Regions from separate parts of the Manis pentadactyla genome. Here region 2 is linked to region 1. Evidence: chromatin contacts called from public Hi-C data. All regions are on one chromosome and are shown on one strand. Each heading gives the region's core, a stretch centred on a gene start, on an enhancer-like site or on the middle of the called end of the contact. The rest is flanking DNA. Distances are from core to core; before and after follow the strand shown. Region 1 holds the start of TMEM247 (transmembrane protein 247). Region 2 holds the start of EPAS1 (endothelial PAS domain protein 1).

What was found. A called contact is a pair of places that touch in the nucleus more often than the background predicts.
Region 2: a contact with region 1 is called in a Hi-C map of fibroblasts, with 4 times the contacts expected there. The contact joins the promoter of EPAS1 here to the promoter of TMEM247 in region 1. A contact is called at or near these places in 2 of 3 Hi-C or Micro-C datasets (fibroblasts and skin fibroblasts).

What each region holds. Positions count from the first base shown.
Region 1 is chr2:198,078,571-198,082,977 of mManPen7.hap1, forward strand. It overlaps TMEM247 (transmembrane protein 247), which reads right to left and starts at 2,154. Exons shown (of 4, transcript XM_057497571.1): 1 at 2,041-2,154; 2 at 1,022-1,372. The coding sequence starts at 2,154.
Region 2 is chr2:198,230,659-198,235,065 of mManPen7.hap1, forward strand. It overlaps EPAS1 (endothelial PAS domain protein 1), which reads right to left and starts at 1,816. Exons shown (of 17, transcript XM_036925851.2): 1 at 1,317-1,816.

The sequences.
Region 1 (4,407 bases), core at 904-3,403:
TGGGTCATAGCCTCCTCAACAATTGTAGCAATGACTTGAATGAAGACAGAAGACAAGTCTCTCAGAATTGAGGATGACTTAGAGCTGAGAAGCATAGCTAATATATTATATCCCAATAAAATTGAGAAGTGATGAATGTATATTGTTGCATTTGGGTCAAGAAGTGAGTTGCTTGAGTACATAAATATGGTAATTACTCACACTTATTGAGTGCTTACCTAATGTGCCAGGCTCATTGTAAAGTGCCCTGCATGCATTATCTCATTTAACCTTCCCGACAGCCCTATGAGGTAGGTACTACTTTCTGCATGAGCAAACCAAGGCTCAGAGAGGATTAGTAACTTGCCCAGCGTCACACTGTTTACACATAGTAGAGCCAGGGTTTTATCCCAGAACTGCCTGATTTTAAAGCCCAGACAACACTGCTTTAACTAATAACATTTTTCATTATTTAGTACTTATAGTGTGGCACAGCCACAGTGCCAAACACCTCACATCCCACTTAACTGCAAGTACATTTTCTCATCCTGGTTTAGTATGGATTAGGGAAGAGTGGCCTGGCTCTCACCAGGAGATGTCTAGGCTTTAGCTGACAGCATGGCAGTGATCCTACAGGGCAAATGCCTCCCTGATCAGGGAAGGTGATGGTTTCATCAAAATCCACAGACCTCGGTAGGGATTCTGAGTTTAGTCTCAGGCATCAGTCACTTAAAAAAGATGCAGAGAGGAATGGAGAATGGGGGAAATCAGTCATGGAGGCCATGTTGAGGACTTTCCCCTGAGAAGAAAAGCCGTGAGCAGGCAGGTGAACAAGGTGGTTCTGGGCTGCTCTTAGGGTCAGCTCTCCTTACAAGGTCGGAGTTCAGCTTAGCATGGAAGCTCAAAGCTGTGAGTCCTCCACATCTGAACCCAGGGCAGGTGCAGTAGGTCAGGTGGGCCCCCGGGCCCCAAGGTCAGTCCCTGGCTCTCAGGGCGGGCCCTGCGGGCCTCTTGGCCAGTATCCCCATTCACTGTCACCTACCAGGTGGAGTGCGGCCTGCTGCTGCAGCTGCGCCATCACCCCCTCGTGCTGCCGCCGGCGCTCATTCTCCTCGTGCAGGTACTTGAGCCGTGTGAGCTCGAACTCCATGCGCACCTACTCCAGCTCCATCTCAGCATTGCATTCCATCCCCAGGGTCCCTGAGGTCCCTGGAGTTGGGGCCGAGGCCTGGAGCAGCTCTGTGAGTTCAGGTCCATCACCCGCCTGGCCCTTGGTGGCAGGGCCAGTCTTGGGGGACAGCAACTTAGGCAGCCCTGGGCAGCCTTTGTCCTCACAAGCTTCCATCTCCTCCAGGCAGTCATAGGAAGAGTCTGACTTTGGTGACTCTGCCTCCTGGGGCAGGGAGGGGGGCGTTGGGGGACAGTGAGGAGTCAGTATGGGGCTGTCCCCCACCCCACCCCCACATGGACTGGGGTGTTTGGTAAAGATCTAGACAGAGTTCTTATCAGAATTGCACTTAACATGGAGTATCAGGCCCTGAGAGCGATGAGAAGGACAGGGCAAACTGGCACAAAGCTTTGGCGCCCTGACGTGCCAGCCAGTGGCGGCAGCGGGGAGCTGAGGTAGAAGGCCGCCTTCCTGGTGATTTTCAAATCACCATGGAGGTGACTTGTCCATCCCCAGCCCCCTCTGCCTAACTTTGAGACCATTTAGACACCTAGTCCTCAGTAGGGCGTGGGGGTACAGAGGGAGGAAGAACCCCAAGGGCTGCACTGAGAGAACCTGTACACATGGGAACCAATGAAAGGGCTACGGGGGCGCCGGGTGCCATTCCTAGATGGAGGACAGGGCTCCAACCAGGGAGGCAGACAGGAGAGACCGAAGCCAGTTTCAAGTGATCTCACAATCTTGTGAAGGGCTGCCAGGTCCCTGCTTAGAGCTGGGTGTCAGCTGCGGGGATGGGGTGCTCTTGCTGGCCGCTCTCAGGAATCCCAGTGCACTCGGCTGCTATCCCAGGTCCCCACAGCAGGCTGGGGCAGTGAAATGAGGCATGCCCTTACCAAAAACACTCTGGGCTTCCCTTCAGACATGGGGTCATCAGGCATGCCCTTGGAGAAGGCTGGGCAGCTTTCTGCCCAACGGGCTCCCATCGTCTCCCTCTCCTCTGCTGTCATGCAGAAAACTACGCTGCTTGCCAATTTTGAGGCACTAACATTTGGTCTCCCCAGATTCCACAGCTCGGCCACCATCACAATCCCTGTCCTCATAATAACCCGCATTTCACCAGTTAGTTGCTAGGGCCCCTTTGGCAGGGGGTATGGCCCCTTTGAGGTGTCATTATTAAGAACTGCAGGATGGGCCTTTGCCACCTTTAGGGACGACTTTGAAAACTAGAATTCCACCACCTGAAGAATTCCGTTATTTGAGATCTACTCCCTTGGGTTCCTCTTTTAAATGCAGACTTTATCAGGATGAGTCACAATAGCTCCACAAACCCTGTTATGAACTGAATTATGTCTCCCCAATAAAATGCTTATGCTGAGGTCCTAACTCCAGTACGTTACGTAGGACCATCTTAGAGAGAGGGTCTGTACAGAGGCAACTAAGTCAGAATGAGGTCATTAGAGGAGGTCCTAATCCAGTGACTGATGTCCTGAGAAGAAGAGGAATTTTGGACACAGATGCATGCACAGGCAGAAGATGATGTGAAGATAAGGGAGAAAATGGCCATCTACAAAGCAAGGAGAGAGGTTTGTATTAGGTTTCTACAGAGAAACAGAACCAATACAAGATTATATGTATATGACACATGTGAGCTTTATTACAAGGAATTGGCTCATGTCATCACAGAGGCTGGGAAGTGGCATGATCTACTCTTTGCAAGGGGCAAAATTAGGAAAGTTGACGGTATAAATTCCAGCCTAAGCCTGGAGACTGAATACCCAGCAGCGCTGCTGGCAGAAGTCCCTGTCCAATGCAGGAGACTGGCAGTCAGGCAGAGAGAATCTGTTGGGGTTTCCTCCACCTTCTTGTTCTAGTCAGGCCCTCAGAGGTTTCAATGATGCCCACCCACCCTGGGCAGGGCAATCTGCCTTGTCTGGTCTGCCTATTCAAATGCTAATCTCTTCCCAAAACACCCTCAGAGACACACCCAGAAGCATTCCAGCATCCCACGGCCCAGTCAGGCTGACATGTAAGACTGACTATCACAGGCCGCGAACAGATGCTTCCCTCATGGGCTTCTGAGGGAACCAACCCTTCTGACACCTTGATCCTGGACTTCCAGCCTCCAGAGCTGTGAGAAAATAACCTTCTGTGGTTTAAACCATCCTGGCTGTGGTACCTTGTCACAGCAGACCTAGCAAGCACATGCAACCCCTGTTATTCATAGGATGGACTGAGGGGGACCAGCAAAGAGATCAGTGGGCTGGGAAAATACCTTGTGGTCGGCAGTTTTGTGAGAATGACATGAACATTTTTGGTCGTAGAAGACAAGGCTGTGCTACAAAAGGAGAAGGGGCTTTAGTCTCATCTTTAACCAAACCATGGCTGCCCTCTCCCAGCGTTAAGATGGTGGCCATGGAAACTACCTCTTGGCGATTGTAGAAGATGTTAAGCCTGCCCCAGGCACTCAGAGTAGGATTGCCAGAAAAGTACAGGATGCCCTTTAAATTTAAAGTTAAATTTGAATTTTAGATAAATAATTTTTTGCATATTTAAAATTATGATTTTAATTATAATCATTACTTTAAAATTTGCATGGGATACATTTACAGTAAAAATTATTCTTCATTAATCTGAAATTCACATTTAACTGGGGATCCTATATTTTCATCTATTAAATCTTATCTGTCCAAAGAAATAATTATATATGACTAAATAGTGAACTGCTATAAAAATCACCAATCACTGAAATGTATACGTGCTTGGGTAATTGTATAGTTGCATATCAAACACTAAAATCTCAGTGACAACATAGACATCTAAGAGTTGGCTGATCTGCGATGGGCTCCACTAGGCAGGTTGGCCAAGGCAGCTTTGTTCCACGTGTCCCTCAGCCTCTTCTTGGCAACAGTGGGCTGGCCTGAGCATGCTCTTTTCATGGCAATGGAAGAAGCACAAAAGGCCTTGGAATTGGCCTGCCATCACTTCCGTTTTTACTATTGGCTTTGGCCAACAGTATAAGGTGGTCATACGGCCAAACCCAAAGGTAAAGGATGGCGAAATGTGCTCTGCCCCTTAATGGGAAGAACTGCACGGACAAAGGGTAGAAGGTGTAGATATGGGGCAGAATGAAGAGTTGGGGCCCATAAGGTGATTTACCATCACAGTCAAGAAGATGGGTGCTGATACAGTGGGAGTAGCTGGGGAAGGTTTAGCAGAAGAGGTGACAGGAAGCGTGGGGGGCATTTGGGCATGAGGGCAGG
Region 2 (4,407 bases), core at 566-3,065, 150 kb after region 1:
GGCGATCCGGGAGCGAAGGGCCCGGGTGCCCGGCCAGAATGGGCGCGATTCGCTCAGGTTTATCAAATCTTTATCGGTGCCGGGAGGTGGGAACCGCCGCTTCGACCACAGGATAGACGGTTCCTGGCTCTGGTCCCGCAGTGGAAGTCGGAACAAGAGCAAATCAACTGAGCCTCCGAGCTCTCCGGGCCTGTCAATCCATCCCCGCGCTACTGCCGGAAACCCAGCAGCTGCCGACTCGACGTGCGGCTCGGGCGGTTCAGCCGGCCGCGCGTTAGATTCCAATGCTCCGCAACCCAGCCCCGCCAAGCCGCTCCGAGCGCGGGCTCAAAGCCCCAACCCACTGAGTGGAGACAGGAGTCGGGGGCCAGGAGACGAGCGGCGCGCAATCGCGGGAAGAGAGACCGTGTCTACGTCTGCACCGCCGCGCCGGGCGTTCTCGTCCGAGCTGGGAGCGGGCCAGGCCGGCAGCGGCCGGGAGGGGGCGGGAGGGCAGTGAGAGTTGGCCAAAGTTGCCTCACACCCAGTGCTGACAAGCTCGCAAGGGCATGCGGGCAGATCGTGTCTGCCCTTCTCTGTGCTCTTGGGAGACAGACACCGAGACCAGCCGGCGGTACCCAGTGCCAGTATTCACTTTCTGCACACCGGACACCTGCCCCGAGAGGCAACCCGGCCCACTACCTATTCTCCCGCAGAAACGGTGCAGGATCAGGAAGGTGGTTTCTCCAGGCTTCAGTGGGAGCTGGAGACGCGGAATGGGACCCTTTACTGAGTCTTGTCCCTTCCTCGGCAGCGCATCCCAGTGCTGCGCTCTGCCTCCAACCCTCTGCCAATTTGGGGCGCAGCATGGGCAAAGCAACTCATTTGGAAGGGCCTGAGGGGTCCCAAGGAAAATAGTCGAGTAGGTGTTGCCCTACCCTTGAAGCCTGAGAAAGTCGAAGATGACTTGAGTTCGAAACAGAAACCTCTCAACGTGCTGGCCGCGGGAGTTTGGTCTGACAGGACCGGGGAGGAGGTCGGGGGTCGGAAGGTACCGCAGGAGCACCTCGGACCTCTAGGGCCATCATCCTTGCCCTCCTGGCCTAGCTGCATGGCGCAGATTCGCGATTCCTTCGGGCCACAGAACGCACCATTACGAAGCCGCAGATCCGCGTCCCCGGGGCACCTGCTCTCCCTCTCAAAACTCTCCAAACCGATTTCGGGTCTCAAAGACCTCTCCGCACTCCTCTCCCAGCTGCTCTGGGTCATTCCAGCCCCACACAGCCCCGCCATCCCCTCAGACCATCTCTCCCTAGCCGGCTCGGACGTCCGTTTACCTTTTCTTCTCCTTGTCCGCTGTCATTGTCTCTGTGGCCCTTTGAGACGCCGAGCACCTGTGCTCCCAGGCCGGCGGGGGCTGCGGCCGCTGCCTTCTCTGTGGCCTTGGCCCACTCCCCGAGGCCAGGGCAGGGGTTAAAGATCCTAAATGCTCTCAGGTCCTGAGCGCCCCGGACACTCAGGTGGAAGTTCGCGGGCGGCTGGCTAGGTGCGGGGGAGGTGGGTGGAGAAAGGTGACTGGGAGGAACCTACACGCGGAGGCGGGGTCCGGGGAAGGAGTGGGAGGAGGCTGTCAACGCGAAAAGAGGGCAGCAAGAAGGGAACCGACGTTCCTTTTTCCCTCGAAAAGGAGTAACTTTCTGGGTTACCAAAAAGAAAAAAAGAAGTGGCTCGAACAACGGGAGTTGCAAGAGTCGGGAGCCAGGCGGGCGCGACCGCTGAGATGACCATACAGTCTCAGGACACTGCCGAGGATTGTACGGCCGCCTCAGAAGAGCTGGGGTGAGAGCGCGACGGACGCTGGAGCTGAGCTGCTGGCTGTTCCCGAATGTCCGGCTCCCGGGGCTGCCAACCCACTTTAAAAACTCCGGCGGCAGGCTAAGAGGGGGTGGAACAAGGGGCGCGGGGGGGGGGGGGCGGGCACGCGCCGGCAGGCCCCGCCCCCGCCCGCGCCGCGCGCGCGGGCTGCCCACTGCGTCCCGGCCAATGGGGAGGCGCGGCCGCAGCCTCTGCCCTGACCCCGGCCCGCCCCCTGCTCCCGCGCTCCGCCGCGGCCCGCCCGCCCTGCGGCCTCCGCAGTTGTGGAAGTTGTTTGTAAGGTCGGCGGGACGGCATGGGGGGTCTCCGCGCCGGGGAAGCACAGCTTCTGTGGCACCAATCGGCCGCGACAAGTCGGTCTGCGGGAAGAAATGCCCCTCAGTGCTGGTGTCCCGCACCTCCGCAGTGCTCTTGGGACGCGGGCAGGACCGCGAGCGCCGAGGGGCCGGCGCATCGCTGGCCCTCCCCTCAGTGCCGCGTTCCCGCGTCCCTCGCCCTGCTGCGTGGCCCTTCGGGCTGAATGGGGATAATTACGAAGGCCCCAGTGACCGCGCTCTGGGGATGGGCGATGTGCTTGTTTTCAGCAGAACGCAGCTGACTTTGCGGTCTGGAAGGAGATGCAGGGAGACCAATCATCCTCTCCTGTCAAGGAGAAACGGTGCAGTGAAATTGAGATAGGGTTTCACCTGCTCTTCCTTTCCTTCAACTGGCACATCGGTGGCTTGTGGGACTGTTGGGCAATAAGGCCTTGGCGGGATGCGGGAGAGGAGGGCTGCCTGTCCCGCCGCACCCTGCATCCAACAACTGGCCACCACCGCATGCGTCCGGGCCAGTTCAGAACTGGACAAATCAGTCTGGCTTCCTAGTGTGATCCTGGGATGAGAGTGGACAGCATGTCCTCAAATCACAGGATCTCAGGCCTGCCCTCCGTATCTCCAGCGTCCTATTGAAGCCCTAGGAACGTAAAGGCTGCAGGTGTTGGGTGTGAGGAGATGGCAGATCCAAGGCGCAGGCCGGTAGGGCTCCGGATTTTCCGGCTGTGCTTTAAACGCGCGGGCCTGAGTGCCTTTGCCCTGCCTGTGCTGAGCTGCTCTCCCAAGAACCCCACAGCATTCCCTACCTACATTAGGTTGATCCAGGAGGGACAGACATCTCAGGAAGGGACAGGGAAGACTTCTAATCTTTGAAGCTTTGAGAATGGCCCAACAGTTTCCCAAGTGTGAGTTGAAGAGAAAGCAAGGGGATCTAAACTGGTCAGGCAACTGGTCTGCCAAGGAGCTGGAAACCTTGCTGCACCCTTAGCCTCACCATATTCTACAATAAAATAACCTATATTAAAATATGTATGTCATAAGTACATGAAAATAATCTGTGTAATGAACTTACAGGGCTTTATGCTAAGTGAAATAAGTCAGTTATCAAAGGACAAATACTGTATGATTCCACTCATGAAGTATCTAATTCATAGAAACCAAGTAGAAAGGTGGTTGCCAGGGAGTGGGGGATGGGGTAGGAATTAGTGTCTAATGGGAACAGAGTTAAAATTTTTCAAGATGGCAAAGTTCTACAACTCTTGCACAAAATGTGAATATAGTTAACACTACTGAACGGTAAATTTAAAAATGGGTAAGGCGATAAATTTAATGCACTTGTACCACAATACAAAAATAAATAAGAAAAAATCTACTTAAGTGAAATTTGGGGAGATACAGGTTTGTGTTGCCACCAAATTACAAAATAAACATGTATTTTTCCCTTGCATAGGGTTAGAGGGGTGAGGATACTTTTCAGAAGTCCTTTGGAAGGCACTGGAAAGCAGAATAGGGAGGGGGGATATATCTGCAAAGAACTGGGGAACCAGGCATGTTTTCTCATTTTCCTAGAGCCAACTGAGCACTGTCCACACGGACTTTGAAATCAGACATCACTACTGACAGTCAAGGGGTTCAAAGAAAGATTGCAAATCTCTCAAGGGAGCCATTTCTTGAGGCTGGTGAATTTCAACAGTGGGATGATTTCTCCAGCCAGCTGATCCTAGTGAACACATTTACTTATCTTAATGAGCATATTGGTAAAACACAAGTTCTCCCTTAATCAGCAGAAGCTTACTTACCTCACTTGGCCCTGGAGTGGGAGAAGAAACAGGTACTTGGGCAGCTTCCCGGTGCCTGAAGCCATTCACTGCCAGAACAAGGAGAAAGCTTTTGAGTCCTGGGCCGTGTGTACCAGTCACAAAGCAACATCTCCAACCCACACAGAACATTTCAGCAGAGTTGAGCTATGAAGTTAGCTGTTCAGATGCTTAAAAAAGAAAAGAAAGAGGAAAAGTAAATGGTCTCTCAAGAACACATCAACCATATTAAATGACTCCTCCATGGCCAGCCTGCCCAACTTTCTAACTTGGAATTTTGCCCTCTAAGTGAAAGGTCCCCGAGCTAAGATAAACAACTGGACAGATTTTGTGGAGATCCTGGTGAGTAACTTTGAAAAGTCTAGGATTTGGGCAGTGTCTAAGATTCACCAAAAGCCCTATATAATTCCCAGAAGGATTGG